Linked DNA regions of Mus musculus: regions 1, 2 and 3 are each linked to region 4. Evidence: chromatin contacts called from public Hi-C and HiChIP or PLAC-seq data. All regions are on one chromosome and are shown on one strand. Each heading gives the region's core, a stretch centred on a gene start, on an enhancer-like site or on the middle of the called end of the contact. The rest is flanking DNA. Distances are from core to core; before and after follow the strand shown. Region 1 has its middle 33 kb from the start of Il1r2. Region 2 holds the start of Il1r2 (interleukin 1 receptor, type II). Region 3 holds the start of Nms (neuromedin S). Region 4 holds the start of Cnot11 (CCR4-NOT transcription complex, subunit 11).

Region 1 (3,380 bases), core at 594-3,093, 520 kb after region 4:
ATGATTGGGGTCACCACAGGGTGAGGAACCGCCTTAAAGGGTCTCTGCTTTTTCCTCCTGTCCCTTGGTCATGTTTCCACACATAGCACACATGCCAAAATGTTTTCTGGAAATATCTTCCTTGACCTTTGGAGACAATGACAAGAAGCCCTGACTGATGGGGGCTTGAGAACCACTGCTCTAGACATTGTGATTGGGTGGCCAGGCCACGGGAAGAGGGGTGTCAGCTGAGCTCCAAGGCAAGAAGATAGGTCCGGTGCTACAGCAGGATGGAAGAAAGACTCACCAGTTCCTGCATATAGATGCTCAGTGAGCAGGACAAGGCCTCAGAGTCCAGAGAATAGGATGTAGCGTGTAAAATATACCTCCTATTCTTGGTCCAGAAAAACAAGTCTTAATGATCTCTTCTACCAGAGCCTCAGCACAGTTATGGTGCAGCACCTCCTCAGGACTCGCTGCTTCTGGGAAATCCTCCACCAGCCACTCGGCGTGGGGTTCCCTGAGTAGCCTCAGCTTCCCATGCTGGGAAGTGATGCCCAAGAAATCAGGAACAGCAAGACAGCTCTGTGCAAGACTTTTATGGTGCTAATGAAAAGAGGGTTTGAAAGAGACTTAGAGGAAGGACAAGGTTACAGACCTGTCAGGACAGAGAAGCCAGGCTCCCTGAGGGAAGTCTGGCCATAGATGCCCTTCCATTTCCCTTCTCACAATAAAGTGGCCTCTGAGTTCCTGCCATGGAGGAAACAGAGATGACATTCAGGGATGAAGCACTTCAGAGCTCTGGAAACTCTGTCCTCAGATGTCTGAAGGAAAAGTCAGTCACAAGGGACCAGGGGTGAACAGTAAGTCTGCAGGCAACCATAGAGATGCCACCCTGTTTCTGCGGCTAACCTCTGTGAGGTCACCATGGTTTATGGCCAAGCTGACTTCAGGATAGTGACACCTTCAGTGGGCTGTCTCCTCCCACATCCAGAGAGAGAGTCCTACAGTCTTAGAGTCAGTCTCAGGATATTTATTACCAATTCTAACTGTGTCAAGTTGGCATAAAAATTAGCCAGCACACATACTTAAGGTTCCATAGACAGGAAGTGGTGGAACTGATACCCCAAATCAGTCTACCTGCTTTTTAACTATACTATTCATGCTACCGCTCTTGAATTGGTCTGTGATTTACCTATCCGATGTGTTAGTGCCACTAACCACTCATCAAACAAAAGAAGAGAGGGCTGGAAAGATGGTCCAGTGGTTAGGGATGCTTGTTGCTCTTGATGCGGACCCAACTTGGGTTCTCAGCACCCGTGTAGACAGCTCATAACTGCTTGTGACTCCATATCCAGGAGACCTGACATCCTCTTCTGGAGTCCTCACATACGCGCTGCACACACACATACTCATAAATAATATATTTTTAGAAAAAGAAAAATCGAACGCTGCCTTCATCTATATAAAACACTCTGCGCAAATCAAATGTAAAAATATTCAAATAAAAATCAGACAAAGTAAATGTAAGGAGCCATGTTTTATGCTTGTGACAAGGGAGACTTTTTAATCCAAGTCAATAAATCTGGAAGATATTATGTGTTATGATTATACATATGTCTTGGAATATCAAATTATACTAGAAACGAAGCTATCAATTTCCCATTGCTGCAATAAAATACCCGAAGACAATCAACTTAAAAAGTAGAAAAGTTTACTTGTCTTCATGGTTTTGGAGGACCCAGCCCATGAATGGTCGTCCGTTTGCCCATTGCTTTGCGGTTTGTGGTGAGGCTACGTGTCATCATGAGTGTATGACAGAGGCAGCTGCTCACCTCATGGCCAGGAATGGAAGAAAGGGGAAGCAGAAAGAGCCTCAGCATCCTGACCCTGACCACAGGAAGAAGCTCCATCTGCAAACAGCTCCTCTGACCCCACAGGCCAAGGCCCTTAGGTCTCAGTCCTACCCCAGAGGCCTTTGTCTGACACATGAACAAGCCATAGCAGAAACCAAGGGGTAATGATCACATGGAAGGGGATGTTTTTAATGCATATGGAAATACTGCTAAAACTCAAAAAATTTAAAGAAAAAAACCAAAACATCTAGAAAAGTTAGTCAATTTAATAAATAAGTAACCCATATTCACAAAACCAACTTAAAAGTCTGCAAAGATATAGACAACTATAAAAAAAAACCATTCACAGTTACGGAGCTGCAAATTAGAATATTCAACTTATAAAAATTAAGATGAAGATACCCTTTTATTGAGAGGAATTTTGGGAAAGTCCTCCTATACTATTGGAATTATGGATAGTATATGTTGCCCTTTTTTGGAAATCAATATGGCAATGACTGTTGAAAAACATACCAAAGCATGAAATCAACAAATATCCATCTGTGAATGAACGGTAGCGAATATATTTGTGACGGTATGGTTAGACCTGGAAGATGTTCTGTTAAATAAAATAAGCCAGGTGCAAACAACGTCACATAAACTGGTAGGAGCAAAGTAGAGGGGCCAGGGATATGGCTCCGTGGGTGGGTAAAAGTGCTCTATGCAAGTATAAAGACTGGGGTTTGAATCTCCAGCTCCCACATGAAAGCTGGGTGTGGGGACACCCCAGCAAGGGGGCTGGGGAAGGGCAGAGACATCTGGCTCCCGGGAGCTTGAGGTAAGGCAAGTGAGAAACCTCTCTAGGTACAGTGGTTCGAATGAGAATGATCTCCATCATCTCAGGCCTTTGAACACTTGATTGGCAGTAGTAGGTGCTATTTGCTGAGGTTAAAGAGGCGTGGCCTTGCTGGAGGAAGGTTGTCACTGCTGGAGAGGGCTCCAAGGTTAGGAGGTTAAAGCCTTGAGCCATTTCCAATGTGCCCTCTCTGCTTTGTGCTTGTATTTGTGGACGTGAGCTTCGAGTTTCCTGTTTCCGCCACCGCCTGTCACACTTAGCCCGCAGTGACCTCTTTATCCCTTTGGGATCATAAACCCTTCTCCTAGTTGCCTTGGTTACAGGGTTCCATCACATCAATAGAAAAGTAACCAGTGTACAGGAGGACAAGGAGGCAGGTGACCAGGTGACAGTGGAAGATACTCAGTATCTTCCTCTGGCCTCTGAATGGGTGTCATGGGCACATACATACACACCCCCACACACATACACCCCTACCAAGTAATACAGTACAAATGTTTTTTGAGACAGGGTTTCTCTGTGTAGCCTTGGCTGTCCTGGACTTCACTATGTAGACCAGGCTGGCCTCTGCTTCCCAAGTGCTGGGATTAAAGGCATGTGCCACCACCGCCTGGCGTACAGTACAAATGTTAAAGTAGAAGAGAGCTATGGCTACTGGGACTGGGGTAATCACATGGAGAGGTGTTGCTACAATCTTAAAAGCATCAACT
Region 2 (3,421 bases), core at 340-2,839, 550 kb after region 4:
AGGAGGAAGAGGAGAAGGAAGAAGAACAACAACTACTACTATTACTACCACTACTAAAGTTCAAACTTAGTAGTGACAGTAGCAAGCCTCAGCAGGACCCATGGAACAATGACTGCTTCTCCTGTATCCCTCCATCTCCATTCATGGGCCCAGCAGCAATAGAATGTTCAGTTCAACTTCCCCACCAGTGCATGGGAAATGACCAAGATCCTTTGAGGTTCAAGATGCCTGTTACCCAAGATGCTTGTTGCAAATGCTGAGGTAGAGACTCCTCCTCAATTAGACCCAATGTGGTTCTGGCTCAGAAACCAGAAGCCACCCATGGAAAACCTGTGGCAAGGTACTTTTAAGTGACATGCAGCCCAGAGAGTGGAGGAAGGTGACTGGAAGACAGTATGTGTGAGCCACCAACATCATGCATGCATGCCCAGTTTGAGGGGGTGGTCTGAACTCTGAATACTTTGACACATTGTCTTTACCATTCATTTGTCTTTAGCAGATACAAATTCTGCGATATTGATGGAAGAAAATATGGTCATCAAATACCTAGGATAAAATTCACAGTGAGACAATATGTGGTGGAGAATTCTAAGCCCTACTCTGGTCAGCTGGGCAACAGAAGGACTCTTTGTCATACAAACAATTCTTTCTCATAAGTACTTCACAAATTAAGGACAGGGAGAGAAAACATGGGCTTCAGACTCCTTTTGGGGAGGTAAGATGAAGGCGGGGGTGGGGGGCAGGGGATGAGATTTGCATTTGTTCTTATTCCTACATCATTCTGGAGGTCGGAGGTCTGCATGGGCCTCAGTGGGCTAGAATGAATTGTAGTCCATACAGGGTCCCTGGAGCCACAAGGGCAGCATCCATGTCTTGGGTTTTTGTCCAGCCTCTGGCTCTCTGGCTCATGGACTGCAGCACTACACACACCATCCTCTTCCTCCTTTGGCTGTCTTACCACTTTTTCCTGAAGCACCAAACCCGAGCCTGTCTCCGGACCTGGAAATCCTTAACTTACATTAGCAGTCACTTTCTCTACATTAAGCAGCATGTTCCCAGCTTCCAAAGACTCAGACAAAAAGTTAAAAACAAAACCAACCAAACAAACAAACAAACAAAAAGCCAAACAAAGGCCCCCCTAAAACAAGCCCATCCATTTAATCCTCCTCCTAGTCAAGAAGAGTTCCTTGGGGGTGGGAGTGGGGATCTTGTGTCCCACTCATTTAAAACCCTCCTTTTCTCTTTAATGGGACCATGGTTGGGTTTTAAGCAGCATCCAGCAGATGGGGTGAAATCTTGCCTGTGAAACTGTTTACAACTTCTTCATGTACAGCCAGCATCACTTTAAAATGTGTTCTTGGCTGGAAGCATGCCATTCTAGCGACACACACACACACACACACACACACACACACACACTCAAATAAGGAAACTCAGAGTTTCCTAGGCCACTTCCCCATATGGCAAGGATGTACGCACAAAGCACCATGAGCAGGGTGCTCCCCGTGAGCAGGGAAAAGGTGTGTCCACCACCACCCAATTAGAGTGAGTGACACAGGCCAGTTAGGAAACCACAAGCAGGAGCCTATAAATCCCTGAGGGGGCTGCTGGGACATCACAGAAGGTGAAAGTCTGGCCCAGCAGCCTTCCCCAGTCAGGCAAGAAGCAGCAAGGTACAAGAATACACAGCTCCAGGTAAGAAGGTGGGAAAGAGGCAGGGGGAGACACCAGGAAGCCAGTCACCAGTCAGACACCAGTCTGAACATCAGGTCTGCTTTTAGTGGGTCCTCAGGCAACCCTCTATGAGTCTCCTAGCTTCCTCTGGGTGAGCGGTCTCCTCACCTGTGTGGAGGTCACTTTATTCCTTGATTGTTTTCTACTTCGTTTTCTCTGTTAGAAAAAAAGGGAGGGGGGGGACTACATCAGAGAGCTGCTATTGAATGTCCACAGATCCAGGTAGCAGGGGACAGACAAGCATCTAGAATTCACCTGGAGGAAGGGAGTGGGCTGGGTTCTTACCTTGGGAGGCTGAGCATCTGGGACAGAGCGCAGAGCACGTTGAAAGGCTTTGGGGACTTTCCTAGGGTGATTTTTTTTTTTTAAATGTACCTGATGCCTCTCAGAAACCATAGCTTCCAGGCAGACTGGGCAGCACTCTAAGACCTGCCTGGCACACACAGTTATTAGATAAATGAATGTACTGGTTTTTTTCCCTCCTCTGCTTCTTAAAGTCTCTTCTCTTCAGTCCCCTACTCTATTTTGAAGCCCATTTTTTCCCTTCTGAGCCCTAGCTTATATGTCTCTGACCTCAGCCTCCTTACACAGGGTGATCTTGGCCAGAGCTTCTCTCTGGGTTTCCTACTGTGTAAATAGAGGCAAAAGACTGGCCTGTCCTTCCCAGTCCCTGCTTGCAGTGGGATGTTGCTGGCTTCCGTCCGTGTTCCATATCGGCTTCCATCAACCTCACCCTCCTCTAGCTCTGCCTTACCTGGAGGCTTGCTCTCCGGGATCAGCATCTTGTTCCTACAGGCATAAGTGCAGAAGAATGTCTTCCCCGAGGCCTCTCTGAGCCTCGCCTGCCTCAATGCATTCTTTTCCTTTTCTTAGCTGGTAGTGCTGCGGGGATGGACCCTCCCTCGTGTGCTGCAGGTTGTCCTGGGCTTCCCCAAGCCATTCTCATTCCCAGCTCACCCTCAAATCCTACTGTTTTGACAGCGAGAATGGAGCGATCACGTGACCACGTCCGACTTTTTGACAGTGAGACCGGGGAGATCACGTGATCACGTCCCTCCTCCCATACCCCAGGATAGCAGCGCCAGCCTCTAGGGACAGCAGAAGCGGCAGAAGCGGGTGCTTTTTCAAGGAACTTCCGACTACTCTGTTTATCAGGTCTTCCAACTTGGCCTTTACCATATCTGCCTACGACACGCATTGCTTGGCCCACGCAGATTTTTTTTTTTTTTTTTTCAGATTCAGTAGATGTGGGTGTGTGCCCAAGGACTCGATCACACGCTGGAACTGCTTGTATGGGAAGAGCCCTTTTGGAGGACTATTTTCTTAGGAGATTAGATGAGGCTCATGCTCATTAGAGAGCCCAGGACGGAGGGAGTTATCTGTGGACAAGGAACTTGTGAGATCATTGCTTCTTGCATCTCCCGGGAGTCTTGTAAACACGCAGGTGACTTTTATTCCTGAGAGTTGATGTCTGGGCATCTGCTTTCTTCTCACGTGTTGATCATGTTGTGAGCAACCAAGCTTTCAAGAGTCAGGAAAGAGACCTTCCTTGGGAGTGAGGAATGAGTAAATGTATAGCATTGGGTGAGTGTTGAATGTTCGAGAGGTCGTAGTCATCAGATGTTTTACATGTGTGCAACAGGCGGGACTGTAGAATGAGACCCACTGATTCATGCCCTGTAGAATC
Region 3 (3,121 bases), core at 284-2,783, 600 kb before region 4:
AAATCCCATTATCTGTGGACCCCCGACACAGATTCAGCTGCCCTTCCTGTCAATTTCTTGCAGCAGCTGAGTGACCTCCAGTCAGTTCCTTAATAATTCCTGGCTCCAGTCTTCCCATTCATAAAATTAGAATAAGATCTGTGTACTATGAGTTTTCTCTGTTAATTAAAAGCTAGCCTGCCTGGGGATGGGAGCAGTTCCCAGCATGTAGGAACTCAGCACATGACACCAATTCATCTTCAGTATTAAGTAACCATGGTTTAAAAACCAGGTTTTTTAATTACTGACTTTGAAATAATAACTTGTCTGTAGAAGTGAATCTAAAAATAATCTTAAAGAGGCAAATTTCCAACCATGATTATTTATGTATGTTATTTCGTTTTGAGACAAAGTCTCAATGTGGCCCTGGCTGGTCTGAAATGCACAAGAGTTCTACCTGTCCCTTGCCTCCCAAGTGCTGCTATTAAAGGAGTGTTCCATCACAATTGCCTGTGACTGTAGACAGTGAGATTTTGGTTACTCAATTACTTTTTTTTTCTTTTTGGTTTTTCAAGACAGAGTTTCTCTGAGTAGTCCCAGCTGTCCTGGAACTCACTCTGTAAACCAGGCTGGCCTCAAACTCAGAAATCTGCCTGCCTCTGCCTCCCAAGTGCTCAATTACTTTTTAAATAAGTATTTCTTTTACTGAGTTCACAATATAATCAGACCATTCCCTCTTCTTTCCCATTCATCTGTCCATGCCCTTTCAAATCCATGACTGCTTTCTAATTAAATGTTAATATATACATGTATACACATATATATATATATATATATATATATATATATATATATATAAACACATAAGAAAACCTCCACCACCCATATGCTATTTGTATATATGTTTTCAGGACTAACTAACCATTTAATATTGTATAATTAATTGTTGTTCTCTTCCCCGGGTCAGACTACTTCTCCCACTCTCAGCCTTCCTTAGTTTCCCAAAGGTCTTTGTGCAGGGTTGAGGGCTCCCTGGACTTCCCCGCCCACATTAGCATGTCTGTTGCTATCACCCTTGTTCCGCTCATCCTTAGGCAGTCATGTCGATGAACTACTTTTTTCTATAAAGGAACTTCCAGTGAGTTAGACATGGGATAATTCTTATTGAACTTTATATAATCTGTCATGTTATATCCAGGATTCCTTCTTAGATGCACCAAAGACCACAAGATGCCATTCGTCACTATGAGAAAATAAACAGCTTTTTAGGAACACATGCAAGAGTTTATGGATTTATGTCCAGCCTTATGGTTTAGAAAGAAAGGAGAACAGGCCTTCCCTGAGTCAGAAGTTTTTCTCAAACCATTATAGAATAACAATTATGACTCTCCACTTCTTATTTGTATTGCTGGCTCGAAAAAGATGACTCTACAATGCTTACACTCGGCGGATATTATTCTACAAATAAGGGCTCAGCATGACATTTATGAGAAAGCCAGGGTCCTCCTGCGCAACGCTGATTGGTGCTCAGCCAATGGGCTCTAGGATTCTGCCAATAAAGGCTCCTACTGCCCTGGGCTGGATAGATGCAGGGCAGAGGGTCATCTCTGCCTCTGGACCCTCGGGAAATGCTCATCACCTCTCTGAACAGAACGTATCTGTGGTCTGCAAAGAGAATCCAGAGCTTGAAGATGAAACACCCGCTCCCCCACTATTCTCCAATCCTGTTCATCTACTGCTTCTGTATGCTACAGATTCCCTCCTCAGGTAAGGGGACTGAGTTCTGTGGAAGACTGGCGCAGATCTTTACCCGTCAGGGTAGTTCTCAAGCTTCCTTCCTTTACCTACCTTCACATCTGTCCTCCTGTTTAGAGGAGCGGCACTTGTGTCTAACCGGAGTGATGGACACGGTGAGAAGCCACAGCCCCTTATCCAGAGATACTCAGATCAAACAATTCTTGCCCCAGGAGTGTCCTGATTTTGTGGTTGCTGAAACTGAAGAGGGTATGGTCTCTATGTGAGTTGGGGGAAGACCCTTCTTAGTGGTCTGTTTCAGAGATAACACAGGGAGGGAAACTGGGTTTAAAGTCCCCCAAACTGAAAGGTGATGGGCAGCTGAAGAGAGAGGAGAGCAACTGTGCAGACAGAAAGAATTCTATCAGGGAAATTGGAAGGTGAGCGTCCCTCGGACGCTGTCCACGGTGCTGACCGGGTGCTGCATCTCTGGTTTTTGGGCAGTTTATAGGGAGTCAGAAGTGGGGAGAAGGGTCTGAAGTCCTTGATCAGATCAGCATCTCCAGGGAGTTTGCCACAGAGTGCAGGAAACTAGGCTATTGATGGAGAGCCATGATTGGAAACAGGGACTATTAAGACTTTTCCATTAGAATTTTGATTTAGAGGCATAGGGAACCTTGGGAAAACACAGTGTTTGTTTTCTCTTAAAGAGTAATTGCAGCACTTGGCCACTGTGAGACATGGTATTATCTTAACATCTCCAGAGCATCAGGTATCCTCTATGGTTCCCAGCTCATCTTCTAGACAATGTTCAGTTACTTTGTCTAACCTTCAGCTCACTGACAGCCCCAGACAATCAGCTGCTGCCCCTCTGGATTCTTATAAAATCTTGCTCATGGTTTGCTTTTGAAATTTTGGTTTTTAATCTAATTGTCTGCATATTTCTATCCATCCTCCCCTATTTTTCTATTTGATTTGGTCTTCATCTTTGTATTAACACAGACTTCTCAGTAAGACCTCGTGGGGTTGGTTTGCAGTACCTCCTGTTATCAAATGATCACAATCATAAAAAATATATTTATACTAAGCTGCAACATCCTAACATCTGATTTCAAAACAGGCATTCTTGTTAAGATCTGCAGAGCTATGCAGGATTCAATGAAGATTCCTTGCTTGTGACAGTTCTCAAAATAATTGAAGAGATTTAACATATACATTCTAATTTCTGTCCTTCTAGAGAAAACTATATGCACCTTTAATTCTACATTACTTTGTATCCTTTCAAGTCAGGTGTTATTCTTCAAGGCTTGAACATTATTGTTAAAATATGCCAGAATATTGGTTTGGCTTTCTCTTGACTCAGATTGCAGAGAGCAAATAGCTGCCACTGTGTGTGTGTGTGTATGTG
Region 4 (3,414 bases), core at 406-2,905:
TCAGGGTAGAGAGAGGGGTGTGCCAGCCATAGCCTGTCAGGTAGGAACTGGGGGTGGCTGGGAAAAAAACAGGCTGCCGGGTTAGCTTTGATATGTTAATATGCATCTCAGCAGGGAGTCCCAGTTCGAAACTTAATAACAATTAAGGAAAGGTGCAGCTATAAGCCAAGGGATACCAGGGTCTTTGGATATCACTGGAAGCTAGAACAAGACTTGGAAGAATTCTCCCCTTGATGCTTCAAAGGTGAATGGCAGAATTGATATAACCCATTCCAGACGTTCAGCCTCAGGAAGGGAGAGGAAGTGGGTTCTACAGTGAAAATGAACTCAGTTTGTGGTAATGGCAGAGAAACCCTAGAAACAAGCCCAGTGGAAACAGGGAAGACGCTCTTGGTATTAATCTTAGTGGAAATCAGCTCTATTGGCGGGTAACGTGCTGTGCTCAAATACCTTAAAACATCTCGAAACACCCATACTGTACTAACATTTAAGTTATCAACTAACAATAAGTTATGACAATAACTAGCATGAGTGGGTTTTAGTATGATTAGTTGTCATAGAGCATCCAATGTAAAAAGGCTCAAAGAGAACATAGTTGACTAATTAGTAGTAGTAGTAGTAGTAGTAGTAGTAGTAGTAGTAGTAGTAGTAGAAGAGGTAATTTGAATCATTTGCCCCGTTTGGCAAGCTATATTTTCTGCTGATTGCAATGTTCATTGGCAGAACCCCTCCACAGGTTTAACAGTAAACTAAAGAGGCCTTTAAAATATGCGCCATACCCATCACCTGTTCCTGAAGATTTCCTTGAGAACTTCAGCGGTAAATAGAAAACTTTCAGCTGCCGAAGAGTTTTAGCACAGGGTAGCTAGCAGGTGACGCTGATGACAGTCGCTCGGTTTCTGTAACTCTAGAGTGGATACTAGTCACCACCGGAGCATAGGGGTGGGGAGCGGGCAGCGGTGCCTTTGAAACAGATCACAGGGGACCAGGTCCAGGAGGCTGGTATGTAAAGAAATTTCCAGGGTTTTCCAGTGTTCAGCCAAGGCGTCCAGAAAAAGTGCCCTAGGGCAGGCTAAGGAAAAAGAAGCACTGCAAACGATTTTGTAAACGAATATTTCTCGAGACAGTTTTCTCAGATTTTTTTTTTTCTTTCTTTTTAGACCAGGCTGGCCTCGAACTCACAGGGGTTCGTCTGCCTCTGCCTCCCTGGTGCCGGCCTCGCCTAGATTTTTGTTCACATAACCAAACGTTTATGTGCGGTACGACCCCATCTCTGAGAATACGAGCAAGGCTCGAAATTTAAACTGTTTCTGAGAATCCTGTTTTCATTGGTATTTACAAGAAATGAGCCGTCAAGGATGCTCTATCAGACCAGTTAGCATCTAAGACCTAGTTTCCAAATTATAACTTAGGCAATATTGACTGGGCAGGTTTGGCGCCACCCTGTCACCCAAGGATCGCTTCTGAGGGCTTTAAGGGCAATTAACGGCGGTCTCTACATCACTCAGGCAGGGAAGGACCACTCGGACAGCTCAGAGACCACGCGGCCCCGCCCTCCACGGCGCCCCGCCCCCTTCCGGACACGGCGCCCCGCCCACTCGCGTCTCCGGAACCTCCGCTCGGCCAGCGTCGTCGGTCTGTCGGCCCTGTGTCTCCGTTCCGCTCGTCTGACTTAGGCACTGTTTTTGTTTGCGACGCTGTCGCGGAAGGGTGCGCTTTACGGCCGCGGGAGGACGCAGCGAGTCGGCGCCTTGGGCCTCTCGGCCGGGAAGCGGGGTAGGCGGGCGAGGTTGATGCCCGGCGGCGGGGCGAGCACGGCGTCTGGCCGGCTTCTCTCCTCAGCGGATCCCAGAGGGGCGCGGGAGGCAGCGGCGTTCCGGAGCGGCCCGGCGGGCTCGAGCGGAGGCCGAGGCGGAGCAGGCGGCCCTGGGCCAGGGATTGGAGGCCCCGCGGGCAGGATGAGCCTGACCCCGAAGGAGCTCTCGAGCCTGCTGAGCATCATCTCGGAGGAGGCGGGCGGCGGCAGCACCTTCGAGGGCCTGTCCACCGCCTTCCACCACTACTTCAGCAAGGCCGACCACTTCCGCCTGGGCTCGGTGCTGGTGATGCTGCTGCAGCAGCCGGACCTGCTGCCTAGCGCGGCGCAGCGCCTCACGGCGCTCTACCTGCTCTGGGAGATGTACCGCACCGAGCCGCTCGCCGCCAACCCGTTCGCGGCCAGCTTCGCGCACCTGCTCAACCCGGCGCCGCCCGCCCGCGGCGGCCAGGAGCCCGACCGGCCCCCGCTCTCAGGTACGTCCCGCAGCCAGCCGTGCGGGCGCAGCCAGCTGTTCTGGGGTGGGGGTGGGAGGGGGGTCGTCAGCTAGGGACATTCAGCCTCCTTGGAGGGGATCGACCCTCCCTCCTTTTCCATACTTTCTTTCCCTAAAATAGGGGAGAGATAGAAGTTGCAAGTTTTGTTTTTTTGGTTTTTTTTTTTTTTCAAATTCACTACACTCCAGATGATCCCTCCCAATCGAAAAAGCCAACACATCGTACAAGCCCACAAACGGGCTGGACATATTTTAGTATGCCAGATACGGTTCATTCTTGATTGTAAGGTCCTGAGGTATGCGAAGTTACAGCCAATGGCACTGAGTTTACCCCCTTTTTAAGCCTCCGAGTAAAGAAGTCGGTATTAAGAACCTGAGGTTGAAGTCCACATCACCACAATATCTAAAGTCTTTGCAGCCAACTCCTTGGTTAGCTGTAATGTCGCGTGAGGAGAGGATGAAGTCGTTTCTAATTAACCATTCAAAGATGCATGTGTCCTGGGCAGTATTGTGGAATGTTTGCTTTTGCAGCATTGCTAAGATCAGGCATAGATTACACCTGAGGATGCGCCCCTAAATTTGGTGCTGTGGATGGAACCCAGGGTCACTTCCTCTATACCATGAGCCTCGTCCAGGACTCTGGGACAGCTGTACCACTCACAGGCTGACATACATGTACATATGTACATATATATAGATATAGAGATAGAGATAGAGATATAGATATACACACACATATACATATATATATAATTTTTAAAGTATGTTTAAATTTGTAGGAATCTAAGTATTTGATAACAAAAAGTTCTCAACAGCTATTAAAACCTTACGTTTCATTGACATTTCCATAGATCACAGAATCTCAAGCGATATATTTGTTTATGGATTACTATGTGTACTAAGTGTGAATATTCAATCAGCTGGAACTCAGTTACATTTAGATCATAAGAATAGCTCCACGTGGCAAGTAGCAAAGTTTCCAGTTAACTTTTAAAGTTAAATTTTAAAACTTTACCAGTACCCATTGGCGAGAAACCGGCATGCATTCTTATTTGCAGGGTTCCTGCCTCCTATAACTCCACCAGAAAAGTTTTTCCTCTCC

What was found. Hi-C and Micro-C count contacts between places; a contact is called where the count stands out from the background. HiChIP or PLAC-seq counts read pairs in DNA pulled down with a chosen protein or histone mark.
Region 1: a contact with region 4 is called in an H3K4me3 HiChIP or PLAC-seq map of pro-B cells, with 3 times the contacts expected there. The contact joins the enhancer-like site here to the promoter of Cnot11 in region 4. A contact is called at or near these places in 3 of 39 promoter capture datasets (the C10 cell line, cranial neural crest and neutrophils), 2 of 115 datasets of contacts at active chromatin or transcription factors (pro-B cells and stem cell-derived neural progenitor cells) and 1 of 9 other capture datasets (liver).
Region 2: a contact with region 4 is called in an H3K4me3 HiChIP or PLAC-seq map of pro-B cells, with 3 times the contacts expected there. The contact joins the promoter of Il1r2 here to the promoter of Cnot11 in region 4. A contact is called at or near these places in 2 of 39 promoter capture datasets (the C10 cell line and pre-B cells), 2 of 484 Hi-C or Micro-C datasets (large pre-B cells and pro-B cells), 3 of 115 datasets of contacts at active chromatin or transcription factors (large pre-B cells, pancreatic cancer cells and pro-B cells) and 2 of 9 other capture datasets (adipose tissue and liver).
Region 3: a Hi-C map of embryonic stem cells shows a contact between it and region 4, with 4 times the contacts expected there. The contact joins the promoter of Nms here to the promoter of Cnot11 in region 4. A contact is called at or near these places in 2 of 39 promoter capture datasets (embryonic stem cells and hippocampal neurons), 1 of 484 Hi-C or Micro-C datasets (embryonic stem cells), 4 of 115 datasets of contacts at active chromatin or transcription factors (bone marrow-derived macrophages, embryonic basal ganglia, embryonic forebrain and 1 more) and 1 of 9 other capture datasets (embryonic stem cells).

What each region holds. Positions count from the first base shown.
Region 1 is chr1:40,049,533-40,052,912 of GRCm38.p6, forward strand. No RefSeq gene overlaps it. Among named protein-coding and RNA genes, the nearest start is that of Il1r2, 33 kb to the right of the region's middle. Within about 2 kb of position 1,844, at least 57 of the 459 cell types and tissues checked have an H3K27ac peak or open chromatin away from gene starts, as enhancers often do. A contact at or near this core is called in pro-B cells, where this site is marked.
Region 2 is chr1:40,083,125-40,086,545 of GRCm38.p6, forward strand. It overlaps Il1r2 (interleukin 1 receptor, type II), which reads left to right and starts at 1,590. Exons shown (of 9, transcript NM_010555.5): 1 at 1,590-1,695. It overlaps Gm16894 (predicted gene, 16894), which reads right to left and starts at 2,727. Exons shown (of 4, transcript NR_037980.1): 1 at 2,489-2,727; 2 at 2,020-2,163; 3 at 1,843-1,890.
Region 3 is chr1:38,937,616-38,940,736 of GRCm38.p6, forward strand. Nms (neuromedin S) reads left to right here and starts at 1,534. Exons shown (of 10, transcript NM_001011684.2): 1 at 1,534-1,746. The coding sequence starts at 1,671.
Region 4 is chr1:39,534,046-39,537,459 of GRCm38.p6, forward strand. It overlaps Cnot11 (CCR4-NOT transcription complex, subunit 11), which reads left to right and starts at 1,656. Exons shown (of 7, transcript NM_028043.3): 1 at 1,656-2,292; 2 at 3,371-3,414. The coding sequence starts at 1,794.